Regions from separate parts of the Dromaius novaehollandiae genome. Here region 2 is linked to region 1. A link is a contact called in public Hi-C data. All regions are on one chromosome and are shown on one strand. The core of a region is the stretch at or near the end of the contact, and the rest is flanking DNA. Distances in the headings are between cores, read along the strand shown.

Region 1 (3,106 bases), core at 528-3,027:
TAGTGGGTGCAATAACTCTATGAGTGACATTTTAAAAAGTTCTCCAAAAAAAGTTATTTTCCCATATTCAGTTGACTGTATAAAAGTGAGAATTTGTGTTATTAGAAAGCTGAAATACCATTTGGGTAACTGAAGGCTGCAGTTCTGGAAGGTACTCAAGACAATTCAGATTTCATAAGCAAAATTAGCTGCAACTGAACATTAAATCAAAAGGTGCAATGAAAAAAAAATCTATGTTAGGTTTCAGAGTAGACATCGTCCTGCAGTCCTCAGACGGGCAGCTTCTTTTACCCCATAAAACTAGCACTGTATCATTTGAGTGAAAATCATAAAAAGCTAGCAGGGCAGCCTGGGAACTTGACTACTTGATCCACGATGAGATGAACTCTACGAATGTAACTTTTTAATAGTTATCAGTGCAATTTTAAGAATAGGCCAAAATAGCCAGGTTTATCACCCTTCGTAGCATGAATCAATAGTACTTGCATTCTAAACTATGAAAAAGTATTTGGCCTGCTTATACCTCCTCTGATGGCTTTCACAGCTAATATTACGGGTATTATAGGACATTACTGACAAATCATGCTACCTGCCCCATTTACCTCTTGTGGGGTCAAATTCAGGCCCGAAAAAGTCACGCCATTCACAGATGGTGTAACTTTATCCTCATTGCTTATTCTCTTATGGAATGACTTCCTTTGAAGGCATCTTCCAACCCTCTGACATCAGTTTCAAAATTACCCTTCCCAGAAGTTAAAATCTTAAGCCAAGTGAGGCCTACACGCCTGCTTACAGAACAGCCATGCTACTGGGGCTTCACATCAATCTATCCAAGCCACAGTCGATGGATTAGCTTTTCTATATCACTTTTCAGAAGGTTTTATCTGACCCAAACTATGTACCCCAGTTGACAACCACAAGTTTTAATGGGAACTCAGCCACGGTGTCCTCAGACAAGCTCAGGGTGGAACAAAATAAAAAAAAGTTAATATCTGAGGGTCTCTTTCAAAGAACACGCAGAAGGGACCCTGTCAACTACTTTATGGACAATTTAACCAGCAGCATTTTAACATACGTGTGCTCAGGATAAACGTAACTAAAAACCTCTAAGTCACTTTAATCCAAAATTAACTTGCTACCATCAGTCTGTGCACTCACATCTCACCAGTTTGAATCTAAAAACAAAACCAATTAATTAGCAGAAGTTGATGGGAGAGAGGGAGAAGGGAAAAGCTACGTGTGTGGGGGGGGGGGGGGGAAGGATCGTTTTTGTCCTTATGTTTAGCAGCGTGGATGGCCCACGTGGCACTGAAAAAAATATGGGAAAATAACTGTTTCTTGCCCTATAGATGAAGAGAAAAAAAGGAAAATACAGGGAGCGTTTCACCCAGCCCTTCACCCAGAGGTGGCCGGTAACCGTCAGCCCTCGGCGGCCCCAGCAGGAAGGGTAAGAAGACACAGGAGCAAAGGAAGAGAGACAGCGGCAGAAGTCACCGGGCTTCAAATGGACGTGTCCCCCCCGCCCCCCCCGGGACACGGGCGCGCACGTACGAGACCGCGACAGGGCCCGGCAGCCGCGGGCCGGGGCGAGCCGCAGCCCAGCGGCGCAGGAGGCCCTCGGGAGCGGGACGGCGAGGAGCGAGCGCAGCCGGGGCTGCGGCCGGGCCAGCACCGAGACCCGGCACCGAGCGGCAGCGTCGGCGGCCGAGGCGAGGCGAGGCGAGGCGAGGCGGTTGAAGCCGGGTGCGCCGCCGCTCTGGGTCCGGGTCCGGGTGCGCCACCGCTCCCGGTCCGGGTGCGCCGCGGGCTGCAGTGGAGGTTCCGGGCGGAGCGGGCGCTTCCGGGAGCGGCGGGGCGAAGCGGGCCGGACCGGACCGGACCGGACCTGACCGGACCGGACCGGGGGAGGATGAAGAAGGAGCAGGTGGTGCACTGCCAGTTCTCCGTGTGGTACCCGCTCTTCCGGGCCGTCACTATCCGCAGGTGAGGGCGCCGGGGCCGGGAGCTCGGGCCGCGCTGGGGGCCGGTTCGGGCCTGGTTCGGTTGGGGCGTGTGGGGCCGGGCCGGGGGGAGAGAAACTACCAGCCGGGGCTGGAGCTGACTGACCGTATCGAGTGCAGGCCCCTGTCGTTGCCCAAGGAAACAGAGGCTGAAAGCTGCTGAACAGAGTAACGGAGCTCCTGTTTCGGGATATTCCTGAAAATTGTAGATATTTCTGCAGTGTCAGGGCAAAGACCCACTGCGGTAACACAGAACGAGCCGTAACTTGGGAAAGTTAAATTCAACGTGGCGCTGATGCATAAAAAAAGCTGTAAGGTCAGGTGTTTAGCAACAAGAGCGTTTGTTCCCTCATGATTTTTAATATTTAAAACGTGTATTTTTGGCCGATTCAGTGATAGTCATGTGGTTTTTGAATGTGCAGCTGGTACAGGGAAATATAGTTTTGGATCTGAGAAACCAAGCGTTGGTTTTGAACAGCGTGTAGTGTCCTGTCTCCTGCCTCAGCTGCATGCACACTCAGAATTTCTTAGGGTTTTGAAGCAAGAAGAAGGTATTTTTACGCATTTCACTTAACATTTCTATATCTTTCCTTTTCCTCTGCCTCCCTGGGGTGGGGGGAAAGGAGTTGCTTTTTGGGAAAGGATGAGAAGTGAGAGTTTTCCACCGCGTAAGAGAACAGAACGTATCATTACTGAAATATGTTCTATTAACAAATATTATTTTTATTTAACTTGAACGAATTTATTATTAAAGTTATTTTCTTGTTTCTCCAGTGTTATACTTCCCCTGCCAGAGAATGTGAAAGAATATTTGCTGGATGATGGAACGCTTGTGGTTTCTGGAAGGTAAAGAGTGTTGTTTCTACCCTCCACCCCTTCAATTATTAATGCTATTTTGTATTCACAGTACTATTTTGTATTTGCATTTAATAATTTCTGTAATGAATTTTGCAAATTTGACCAGTCTGGCTGCAGTAAACTGAACACTGTGTGGACGGGCTATAGGTAAACACATGAAGGTGTGTATTAGCTAACATGTAGCTGTTGTTAGTAGTAAGATTTGACTTGATAGTGCCTGGTATAGATCCTAAAATTCATGTAATACT
Region 2 (3,071 bases), core at 425-2,924, 370 kb after region 1:
CCCACACTCGCACCCTCCTCACTTAACTCAGGCATGTGCATAAAAGAATGGACTTGGCTCAGAAAGAGCTCTGCGAAGGGGGAAAGCTTCAGCACAGTTATGCTTCAAAATTCAGTGCTTCAAAATTGGCACATTTGGCACATACAGCACCTCACCACAGACCTGAGATCTCACTCCTTCAGGCAGAGCAGATCCCAGTGTACCTGCAAGGGGCTGGATTCCCTTTCCTAGCAGCATAAGCAGAAAGCACATAAATTATGGACTCGTCACACATAAGCCTGCTGTCAGAACTGCTATTTACCCCTTAGACAGTCCCAAATGGTTGCTGGTTTCATTTCTAGGGTGAATTGGAACCTGTCTCTGGAGTTTGAATGCTGAAATTCTTCAGCTGGCAGCCTTGTAGATGGATCTGTCCCTGTCAGATCACACCTTCCACCGGGCACCAGCCCTTCCTCTTTCTCATGCCGGAGGAGTCTTTGGCTGCAGCGTTCGGAGGGCAGCGGGGGAAATCAGTCTGCAGAAGGGCATGACTTCATGGCAGAGCACTCGATCCACAGCTCCTAGGAGATACCAAAGCAACATTTCCAAATCAAAAGACCTTATTTTTGAGCCATGCAGTTATTTAATCAAAGACTGACATCCTCCTTATGGAAAGCAGACATTTTAGCTAAAATGACATATTCCGTTGAAAGCAAAGGAACCAAAACATCATAATTGGCCCTAACTATTACACAAGAACAGCCACTCTAAGGCCCTACCAACCCCTGTAGGATCCTACCAGCCCAGTGTCCTGTCACTGACAGTCACTGGTGGTTGCGGTTTAGAGAAAAAGGAATGTGTTAACCGGACTGTCATTCCTAGCTCTGCCTACCAGGAGCTGCCAAACAGCTTTAAGGACTTTCCAGACTAGAAACTGTATCCAGGTATGATGCTAACAGTCAGTAATGGGCCTATATACCTTGAGTGTGGCTAATCCCTTCCTGATCTATTTGCCTCCATGGTATCGCATGGCAATAACCTCTAAAATGTAATTATGCACTGTGTGAAAAGCACTTTGTGTGTTTTCCACCTGTTGTCTGATCGTGTTTTTGTGCCCCTTTTAATTTCTGTGTAATGAGAAACACTTCCTGATCATCTTTCTTGATACCACTGTTGACTCTGCAGGCCTCTGTCATCTCCGTCCCTATTGTCTCTTTTTCCAGCACAAAATCCAAGACTTTTCAATCTCTCTTGGTACGCAGCATGCTCTCAGGATGGTATTACGGGCATTCATGACTCTTTCTACAGAGCTGAGCCTATCTCCCGAGGCTGTGAGCTCCCGAGGCTGCGTTAAGCCCAGCGTGGTCCTTGCCCTCCCCAGTGCGGCAGGATCTTTCTGCCGGGCCCAGCTTAGAGACCTGCAGGCGGCAGAGGGGCTGCCGCGTCCCCCTGACAGAGGGCTAGGGCTTCCCGGCCTCCCTTATCTACACGCTGCCTGCGGGCCTGGTTTAGGGCATGCTGTGGCGGGGATTCGGTGAGGCCATTTGGTGGCCGCAGGGGACTCGGCCGCCCAGGGCCGGGGGGCTGCGAAACGCAGAAGGCCCTGGGGGAGCAGCCCCGGGGGCAGGGCAGGGGCCCGAGGCAGCCTGGGGGCACCCGGTCCCCGGGGCGGCGGGGCGGGAGGCGGCCGGGGCAGGGCGGATTTTCCGCAGGAAATCCCCGCGGAGGTAGGCGGGGACGCGGTGGTCAGCTGAGCCGCGCGCCGCCGCCGCCACAGCCACCGGGGCCGGCTGTCCGCGGGCCATGGTCGCGCCGTGAGCGTGGTGAGCGGGTCGCTGGCGGAGGACCCCAGGGAGCTGTGGGCCCGCTGAGGCCGCGGTAGGCCCGAAGCGCCGGGGTCCTGCCGCCCGTGCGGGCCACGCACGGAGAAGGGGGCCCACGCGGGAAGGGGACCTCGTCCGAGGTTTGTTCCGGGACACAAGCGCATCCTCCGCGTGGTCCTGTGAGGGGTTAATGCGATATTGATGCTCCTGGCAGGTGTTGTGGTGGTGTCAGCAGGGTTGGCCGGTGCCTCCGTATCACAGTGAGTTGTGCGGCTTGCTCGCCCGGATAAAACGAAAGTATGGTTATGTTTTCTTTTCTCAGCAGTTCATCGGTGAGGGAGCGGATCTTCCTCCGCGCTAACCTCATCGCAGCCGCTTCAGGGATGTCTGGCAAGTTGCAAAGCCGTCCTGCTGAAAATGGAGAGCATCCCAGGAGGAGGATGGAAAACGGCCCGGACGGCGCGGCTTCCCCCGCCCTCAGCACGTACACACCGGAAGAGATGGTGCAACAGATGAAAGAGCTCATCACCGAGAACAACGAGTTAAAAGGTGAATACATCCCTGAAACGCAAAAGGCCCGGCTCTCTTCTGCAGGCTTCTTTGCCATACGAGTGTGAATTCGGTGCTCCTTTGCCCCTGCTGGATAACATTTTGTACCTGGGGAGCCTTCAATGTAGAGGCAACCCTGCAAGAGGCGAGGGCGGTGTGATATGACACAGCAAGTTGGATCCATGTGGAAGAATAGGGGGAGAACAGCTCAATTTATGGGTGAATTATTTGCTTGGGAATTACCGACATAATTAGTATAGCACTGTGCATTTTAGCAAGTGAGGTGAAAAATCTGTTTTGCTATCACGTGATATAAAGAGCTGTCTTTACTCAGCAACTGTTAAAAGCTTTTATGGTTTGTGTTTTAGGACCGCTGGGCAGCTCCATTACAGACTGACCAAACATTTTGCTGTAGCTGCGTCAGAAGGGGTGGGTACTGCACCGTGCCCAGGACAGTTTGGGTTAGGATGCTCTCTGAAAGGAGTTGAATCATCTCAGGCAGAGAGGGGAATTCAAGCAGGCCATCCTGCATTATGTGTAGTAATCACTAAGAAATGTAGCTGTGGTGGCACCTTCTGTACTTTAAAAAGAAGTGGCAGCCATGGCTGAGTCTATCTGGTAGAAAGCAATAGCAGGTTTCCCTGAAAATGCCTAATGAGTTGAGCCTTTGAAGGGAGAGAACTTTGTTTCTGGAACCCATGAGTTTAGGTGTAGGAGATA

Evidence for each region. A called contact is a pair of places that touch in the nucleus more often than the background predicts.
Region 2: a contact with region 1 is called in a Hi-C map of liver, with 5 times the contacts expected there. The contact joins the promoter of OPTN here to the promoter of CDC123 in region 1. A contact is called at or near these places in 3 of 4 Hi-C or Micro-C datasets (brain, liver and ovary).

What each region holds. Positions count from the first base shown.
Region 1 is chr1:3,640,444-3,643,549 of bDroNov1.hap1, forward strand. It overlaps CDC123 (cell division cycle 123), which reads left to right and starts at 1,778. Exons shown (of 13, transcript XM_026119288.2): 1 at 1,778-1,983; 2 at 2,775-2,846. The coding sequence starts at 1,910. It overlaps NUDT5 (nudix hydrolase 5), which reads right to left and starts at 1,763. Exons shown (of 10, transcript XM_064503815.1): 1 at 1,552-1,763.
Region 2 is chr1:4,009,530-4,012,600 of bDroNov1.hap1, forward strand. It overlaps OPTN (optineurin), which reads left to right and starts at 1,675. Exons shown (of 14, transcript XM_026119278.2): 1 at 1,675-1,802; 2 at 2,128-2,351. The coding sequence starts at 2,186.